Linked DNA regions of Sus scrofa: region 2 is linked to region 1. Evidence: chromatin contacts called from public Hi-C data. All regions are on one chromosome and are shown on one strand. Each heading gives the region's core, a stretch centred on a gene start, on an enhancer-like site or on the middle of the called end of the contact. The rest is flanking DNA. Distances are from core to core; before and after follow the strand shown. Region 1 has its middle 790 kb from the start of ADAMTS5. Region 2 has its middle 130 kb from the start of N6AMT1.

Region 1 (3,784 bases), core at 638-3,137:
TGAATGAAACTAAGAAATTTATGTACACACACACACACAATTTCATATCACTATTTATATTTATGTCTTTTTAAAAATTTGTCTATATTGACAACCATGAATGTACACCAGTATTCCCAATCCCCTTCCAGCACCAAAACATTCACCCCTGCATTCCCTTCTTCTTAAAAAAAACCTGATCTTACATTTTCCAATTGTAAGAAGCCTGGCTCTCATTAGCCTCATCAAACTTCTGCATTACTCAGTCTTCCTGTGTGTCCCTTACTTGACCCTGCTCGATGCTTCTAGACTCACTTTCCTTTCTTGGGTCCCCCCCTGCCAAACCAGATCCCTTCTCAATTTGGGGTGCCTAAGAGTTTTTGCCTAAATTATTCAGAAAAAAAAGAAGCAAGAAAAGAAAGGAATGAGAAATGAAAACAGGGAGAAATAGGGGTAAAGAGGAAATAAGTCAATCTCAGGCCTGGGCGTATACCAAGAGAAAACTCTAATTCAAAAACATACACGCATCCCAATGTTCATTGCAGGACTATTTACAATAGCCAAGGCATAGAAGCGACCTATTGTCCATTGAAAGATTAATGGATAAAGATGTACATACACACAATGGAATATTATTCAGCCATAAAAATGAATGAAATAATGCCATTTGAAACAACATGGATGGACCTAGAGAATGTCATACTGAGTGAAATAAATTAAAGACAAATATTAATATCACTTATGTCTAATAAAATGATACAAAATAACATTTTTTTAAATGTTAGGAAAAATTTGTTTAGAAACAAACTCAGATTTCAAAACCAATCTATGTTTAACACAGGTGAAACTGTTGGGGAGGGAATTGGGAGGGTGGGGATAAAATAAACACACTATGGTATAAAATAGATGGTTAATAAGAACCTACTGTATAGCCCTGGAAAATCTATTCAATGGTTTTTAATAACCTATATGGGAAAAAATATATATGACTATACGCACACACACACACACACACACCTATATGGGAAAATATATATATGACTCTCTCTCTCTCTCTCTGTCTCTCTCTCTCTCTCTCTCTCTCTATATATATATATATATATATGACTGATTCACTTTGCTGTATGCCTGAAACTAATACAATATTGTAAACCAACCATACGCCAATAAAATTAAATGTTAAAAAAAATTAAAAAGAGGAGTTCCCGTCCTGGCTCAGTGGTTAACGAATCCGACTAGGAACCATGAGGTTGCGGGTTTGATCCCTGGCCTTGCTCCGTGGGTTAAGGATCCAGCGTTGCTGTGAGCTGTGATGTAGGTCACAGATATGGCTTGGATCCCATGTTGCTGTGGCGTAGCCTGGCAGCTATAGCTCTGATTAGACCCCTAGCCCGGGAACCTCCATATGCCATGGGTGAGGCCCTAGAAAAAGACAAAAAAAAAAAAAAAAAAAAAAAAAAAAAGAAATTAAAAAGAGAAAGTAAGGGGGAAAGGAGAGAAAAGTCATGAGGAAAGGATTTAATAAGATTGTAGGAAGAGCTAGGAGAACTTGAATCCAGGCATGGCTGACTCTGAATTCTGAGCTATTTCTTCTATATAGTGTGATATCCTAGTGAAGGTTACATCTGTGTGTGTGTGAGTGTGTGTTTGTGTTTTACTTACCAGTATTAAACAAATTACTCATCTAAATATGACATTATACTGTAAATAATTCTAAAGATGCGTATCGACTAATGTAATATTTTCTAAGATTGTGTCTTCTCACAGGGGTGAATTTAAAGACTAAGGATGATATAGTGAAAAGAAAAATCCCCAGTCGTTATTAAACCAGGTTCCTACCCTTGGGTCTTGCACTTGCATACCAGCTCTCTGACTTTTCGCATGCCAACGAAGCTTTGCGGGTGTGAGGTTTGGTTCACCCTTCTAAAAAAAACCCCAGAGATGATCTCTTGTATCTCACATACTTGAAAATGTTACACAAACCTTTATCTTTGTTTTACACCATTTGAGAGGAGTTATTTTCACGGATGTACACAACAGGAACATTTGGCACCTCTCATCTGAAATGCAGCAACAAAAATATATTAACTTGTGCAGCAAAAGCAAAAACTGACAGGAAAAATGTGTAGCTTAAATTGAGAATATTAAAAATGAATACAGTTACTTCATATATGGTCTTAATACATTTCAATAGCATTCCTACGCACAATTAAAAATAAGAAAATAGCACTACAGCAATATGCTAGGTTTTCTGAGTTAATGGAAGAATTTTATATCTCCTCTATAATGTTATCTGTTATAATCTATATTCTTCACATATTCTTCTTATGCTGTGATAAACAGCACAAAGGATAGGAAGTTTTTTAAAAAATCAAAATGATGTTGTTACAAAATTGGCACAATTAATTAAAAAATTAGAAATATAATGCATAAGGTTATAAATGTTCTAATTGTTAAAAGTGCCCTTAAAACTAGCCTAGAAACACCATTTTATATTAAATTTAAAAAGTCAAATTGATGAAATGTTCAAATTATTCTTTTCTAAAAGTAGAAACTCGACAAACTCTACCCTCATTCATATTTTGGAGAGGGGTTTATGCACAAATAAATGTCAACTGCCACTTGTTTCCTCCTGTTAAAAAAATACTTTTTTTTTTTTGCAAAATTATGTAAAATAAGAAAACTATTCATTTTTGATGATTTTCCTGTCCTGAGACATTCAATCTGATAGATGATACCAATGAAATTTCTCATTCTAGCATTGATAGATGTTAGAAGTGTGTATAATTACTGTATTTGACTCATTACAATTGCTAAGAGGAGACTGTAATAGAACACACATACCAGGCCACTTGCAGGTATTTTTACTCCAGGCTTCCCTTTAGACTGGACATGTGGCTCAATCAAGTAGCCCAGACCACTTACAGTATCCACACTCTTCAGCATCCATGCCTTTCCTATATCTGGTCACTTTGAGTGGTCAACCAAATCTACAGACACCTATTTTACATTTTATTTTCACTTCTTGAATTAGATATTTCTATAAAATTACATAATATGTTTTGTACCTGGCCAGTGAATATATTTTAATTAAGCAGTTGTTGAATAAACTAATATTTTTCTACCCCATACCCCATACTCTTTGTTTGACAGTATCTATGTCCAGAATGACAGCCCTGCTGATTTATGGGTTTATAACAGGTGGTAGTAAAGATTTTTCCCTTATTTCATCAATAACTAGACATATCTTCTGGTTCATGAGGAATTATGTGATACAAACACTAGTTTACCAGCTCTTGGAAAGTCTATGAAGTTTCATCCAAAAGCCATCCTCATCAGTTAAAAATACTAGAACACATACTACTTTGAGTTTATATAATCTAGCTGGGAAAAAAAAAAAAAAAAGCCTGCTCCAAAGGTAACAAAGTGCTAAAGACATCCATGCCTTCAGCGGTTGTTAAAATGTCTTCCTAGATCTATTAGGATAAAACCAATTATTTAAAGCCCTAAAATATGAGACAGACAGCAAACACTCCTCTACAGATGGTTTCCTCTTTCCTTCTTCTCCCTTCTATATTTTGCTCCCCCTGCCTTGAGTGCAGCAGAGGTTTTACAGTTTTACATGGGCTTTGCTCTGTGACAACTGTCACTATAAATGCATACCCAGAGGAGAAGGTAAAAGAATTCTCAAGGTCAATGCCAACTTTTCATTCTTTCACAGTCTCTCAAGTACTCATTTCCATGCCTACAGTGTCTGTCACACATGGGAACCCATTAAACTTGGTCATTCCAAAGAGCTGTAAAT
Region 2 (3,784 bases), core at 641-3,140, 920 kb after region 1:
GGAAACCACCGTCTTCTCCGTGTCTTCACAGGGTCTCCCCTCTGTGTGTCTGGTGTCCTAAAGTCGTCATATAAGGAAATCAGTCATCACATCAGGCCAGCTTGATGACATCACTTAACCTTCATCTCCCTCCTGAAAGACCCTATCTCCAAAGACAGTTACAGCCCGAGATCCTGAGGGGTGAGGATTTCAACATGTAAATGGGGAGAAGGAAGAACATAATTCAGTCCATAACAAGAAATAAGTTAAAGAGTTTGCTTCTGATGTTTGGGTCTAAGACAAATAGAAGTAAGTAACAAGGCTGGGTTAAGATACCTAGAAAGAAAGGTGTGGGAGGGAGGAAGAGGTGGAAAGAAGGGAGGGAGGGAGGAAGAGAGGGAAGAAAAGCTGGAAGCACAACTAGAGTCTAAATTGGTTCAAACAAGGGATCTTAAGGAATTATACCTACTAGAAGAGGAAGAAGCCAAAAACAAGAGAAGTGGTGAAACCTGGATGATACCAGCCATTAAGACCACTCATCTTTGCTTATTATGCCCTGTATGGTCCAAGGGTATCCTGAACCTGCAATGTCACTGTGGCTACCCAATAGTGTGTCGCTCTGAAGCTCTCCAAGAAACCAGGCACTCAGTTGATCCCAGCAAAAACTGCCACAAAAGTGTTCTTTAAGTTTGCATTGGAAATTTCATCTAAATGGAGCAATATAGAAAACTATAGATTTGCTATTCTTGAAAGGTGTGATCAGTTCACTGTTGGGCTCCATGGTCTGCAGCGCCTCTTGAAGACAGAACCCTGTGTTGTTTTTCCTGCGCTGATACAGCCAGCTAGGGAAGCAGAGCCAGCTCACCCTGTTATATTCCCACTAAAGCATCAGCCTGATATTTCACCGTTTGGCTGCTCCTGTCTCACCATAGGAAAGGACTGTTGTGCCTATTCCCTAATCTATTATTTCTCTTAATAAACGAAGCAGCAGCTTCCGTTTATTACAATTCTCTGCTATGCTTAAGGCTCAGGCAAGGCAGTTTACACACAGGATCTCATTTGATAATCACCTTGGCAAACTCTTCAACCATGAATGCACTTACCGAGATCTATTTTATACACAAATGGTTATAAAACATGTAAACCATAGGAATCATATTTTGTAACCATTCTGTTTATGCTATTAGGAAAAAAGCCATAGGCTGCCAATCAAAAAGAGTTAATTATGAACGGAACAAACTTATGTTGTTTGTCTTGCAACTTTGCAGCAGTTGATATATTCTGGCCCTGAGGCTTTATACTTCAACTCCTATGCTGTTTTTTGTTTGTTTGTTTGTTTGTTTGTTTGTTTTTCACTGATAATTTTGAATCCTCAAATGCAGGGTCACAGATAATACACCCTTTAGGCTCCCATTTGAAAATCCCAGACAATAACTTTATACCTAAGTAACACAGAAACAACAAAAGTATATTTTATCTATGTAAAAAGCGCAAATAAAAGTAATTGTTCCTTACAAGCTTAATTCCAATTACTGCTACAAGTGGAAAGCCCGTAGTTAATACGCGGTCCACTTAGCTCACAAAATGAACGGGTTGGTTTAATCGTTTTGTGGGGTAATACTGCCTCTGGTGGTGGCTAAGAAGAACTTCACATTTAATTGCAGAGCGTCATTATCTGAATCCTTGCAACATTCCTGGTTCCTTTTAGCTAGTTTATGATTCCCCTGATCTATAAAAGATACAGAGAATCTGACATATACATATTGTGTAATCTGCATGTTATTTAAATTTCATGGATGATGTTTTTCCAGGCGTTCACTTTTTAAATTCGGCCAAGAGGGAACTGCTCTGGAGGGGTGATTTAAAGGTTTCAGTTCTGGCTTTACCTGGCTGTGCCCTTCGCTGCAGATCAAGGCGTCCTGGGACGCGCCCAAACCCAAGCGCTTTTCTTCCTGCTACCCGCCCCTATCTCACTTCCACCTTCAGTTCCACTTCCTTGCATCCTATTAATGCACCAATGTTCTCATTTTGCCTGAGGTTTTGATGAATAATAGGCAAGCTCCCGCTTCCCAGATATCATTTGCATTAGAGCGCTTCCCGAAATACCATGACACACCCCTTCCCAGAAACAATTATGAAAGGGAATTTTAAGATACAAAACAGACCCATGGGATAATTTTTCTCACCCTTTCTGATGATATAGGATGTCTGCAAGGACCCTGGAGTTTTTTCCAAACCTTAGACCTCTGCTGCCACCTACAGGAAAATTTTTGTAACAGCATGTTCTACCGCTACTATGTCAAAAACGTTCGCAAAGTTTCAGCTATACAAGATGCTTTAACTTCTGGAGATCTGCTGTCAACATCGTGCCCATAAATATGTTGTGCACTTCAAAAAGAGTTGAGGGTATATCTCATGTTGAGTGTTCTTACAATAAAGAAACAAAAGCTTTTTTTTTTTTTTTTTTTTTGCTTTTTTAGGGCCTTAGCCCCAGCATTTGGAAGTTCCGAGACTAGGAGTGGAATCAGAGCTCCTACACCACAGCCACAGCAACGCGAGATCCGAGCTGCATCTATGACCTACACCATAGCTCAAAGTAACGCTGGATTCCCCAATCCACTGAGCAAGGCCAGGGATGGAACCCACATCCTCATGCATACTAGTGGGATTCATTTCCACTAAGCTGGAATGGAAACTCCCAATAACAGCTCTTTGAAATAGAGGAGGGGAAGGAAGGAGGGAGGAAGAAAGAAAGGAGGAAAGGCTACCAGGAGAAACATGTCTGAATTTTGTAACAGCGCCAGCTAAGGAAAAATTGGCTGGCATCTATTTTATGGTACTTCACAAATTTTATAGCACTTTTTATTTGCTACTCTATCAAATAATAGGATAATAAAAATAGGAGTTCCCATTGTGGTTCAGCGGGTTAAGAACCCAGCGTGGGTTCTGTGAGGATGCAGGTTGAATCCCTGGCCTCATTCAGTGGGTTAAGGATCTGGTTAAGTGGTATAGGTCACATATAAAGCTCAGATCTGGTGTTGCTGTGGCTGTGGCATAGGCCTGCAGCTGCAGCTTGGAATCGACCCCTAGCCCAGGAACTTCCATATGCTCCAGGTACAGCCATGAAAAGAAAAAAGAAAAAAAGAAAGGAAAGAAAAGAAAGAAAGTAGCTAATGCTACTTCTATCGTGTAAATATATAAATAATAAAAGCATGAAATTTTCGTATTACATATACAGAACAAAACTATATGACATAAGTAATATCCTTACATCCTACAGTAAGAACCCCTGGCAATTAAAGGGGACTTACTACGCGGCCAGCTGGGTTCTCTGTACTTTATCACTGTTACCATGTTTACACCTTTAATTTCTCAATTATACCTCGAGGTGAATACTATTATTAGCTCTACTTTGCAGAGGAGGGAACTGAGATTCCGAGAAACTCACTTGTCTAAAGGTCCCCTTCTGGTTAGGAGCCGAGCTTGGATCCAAGCCCTGTCCATCTGCCTTCAGAGTTGGTGTTCCTCACCACAGCGTGGACGCCTGTCATTTCAGTAAGCAGATGATAACGAGAAATGCGGTGCTGTGAGATAAGAAGAATTAAACCCAGCATCACCCCTGCATTCATTCACAAGGATCACTGGGCCCTGAGAAGGCAGAGGTGAGTGAGATAAGCAAGGGCCTTTCTCACTACCATGCATGCTAATATGAAGACAATCAACAGAAAATAGACTTTTTTTTTTAAAGAACTGTGTGTGTAATAAGCATAGCTTATGAAATAGATAAGCTATGTTGAGAATCAGG

What was found. A called contact is a pair of places that touch in the nucleus more often than the background predicts.
Region 2: a contact with region 1 is called in a Hi-C map of fetal heart ventricle, with 11 times the contacts expected there. The contact joins two enhancer-like sites. A contact is called at or near these places in 17 of 47 Hi-C or Micro-C datasets (alveolar macrophages, brain, embryonic fibroblasts and 12 more).

The regions. Positions count from the first base shown.
Region 1 is chr13:191,203,689-191,207,472 of Sscrofa11.1, forward strand. No RefSeq gene overlaps it. Among named protein-coding and RNA genes, the nearest start is that of ADAMTS5, 790 kb to the left of the region's middle. Within about 2 kb of position 1,888, at least 1 of the 83 cell types and tissues checked has an H3K27ac peak or open chromatin away from gene starts, as enhancers often do.
Region 2 is chr13:192,121,496-192,125,279 of Sscrofa11.1, forward strand. No RefSeq gene overlaps it. Among named protein-coding and RNA genes, the nearest start is that of N6AMT1, 130 kb to the right of the region's middle. Within about 2 kb of position 1,891, at least 23 of the 83 cell types and tissues checked have an H3K27ac peak or open chromatin away from gene starts, as enhancers often do.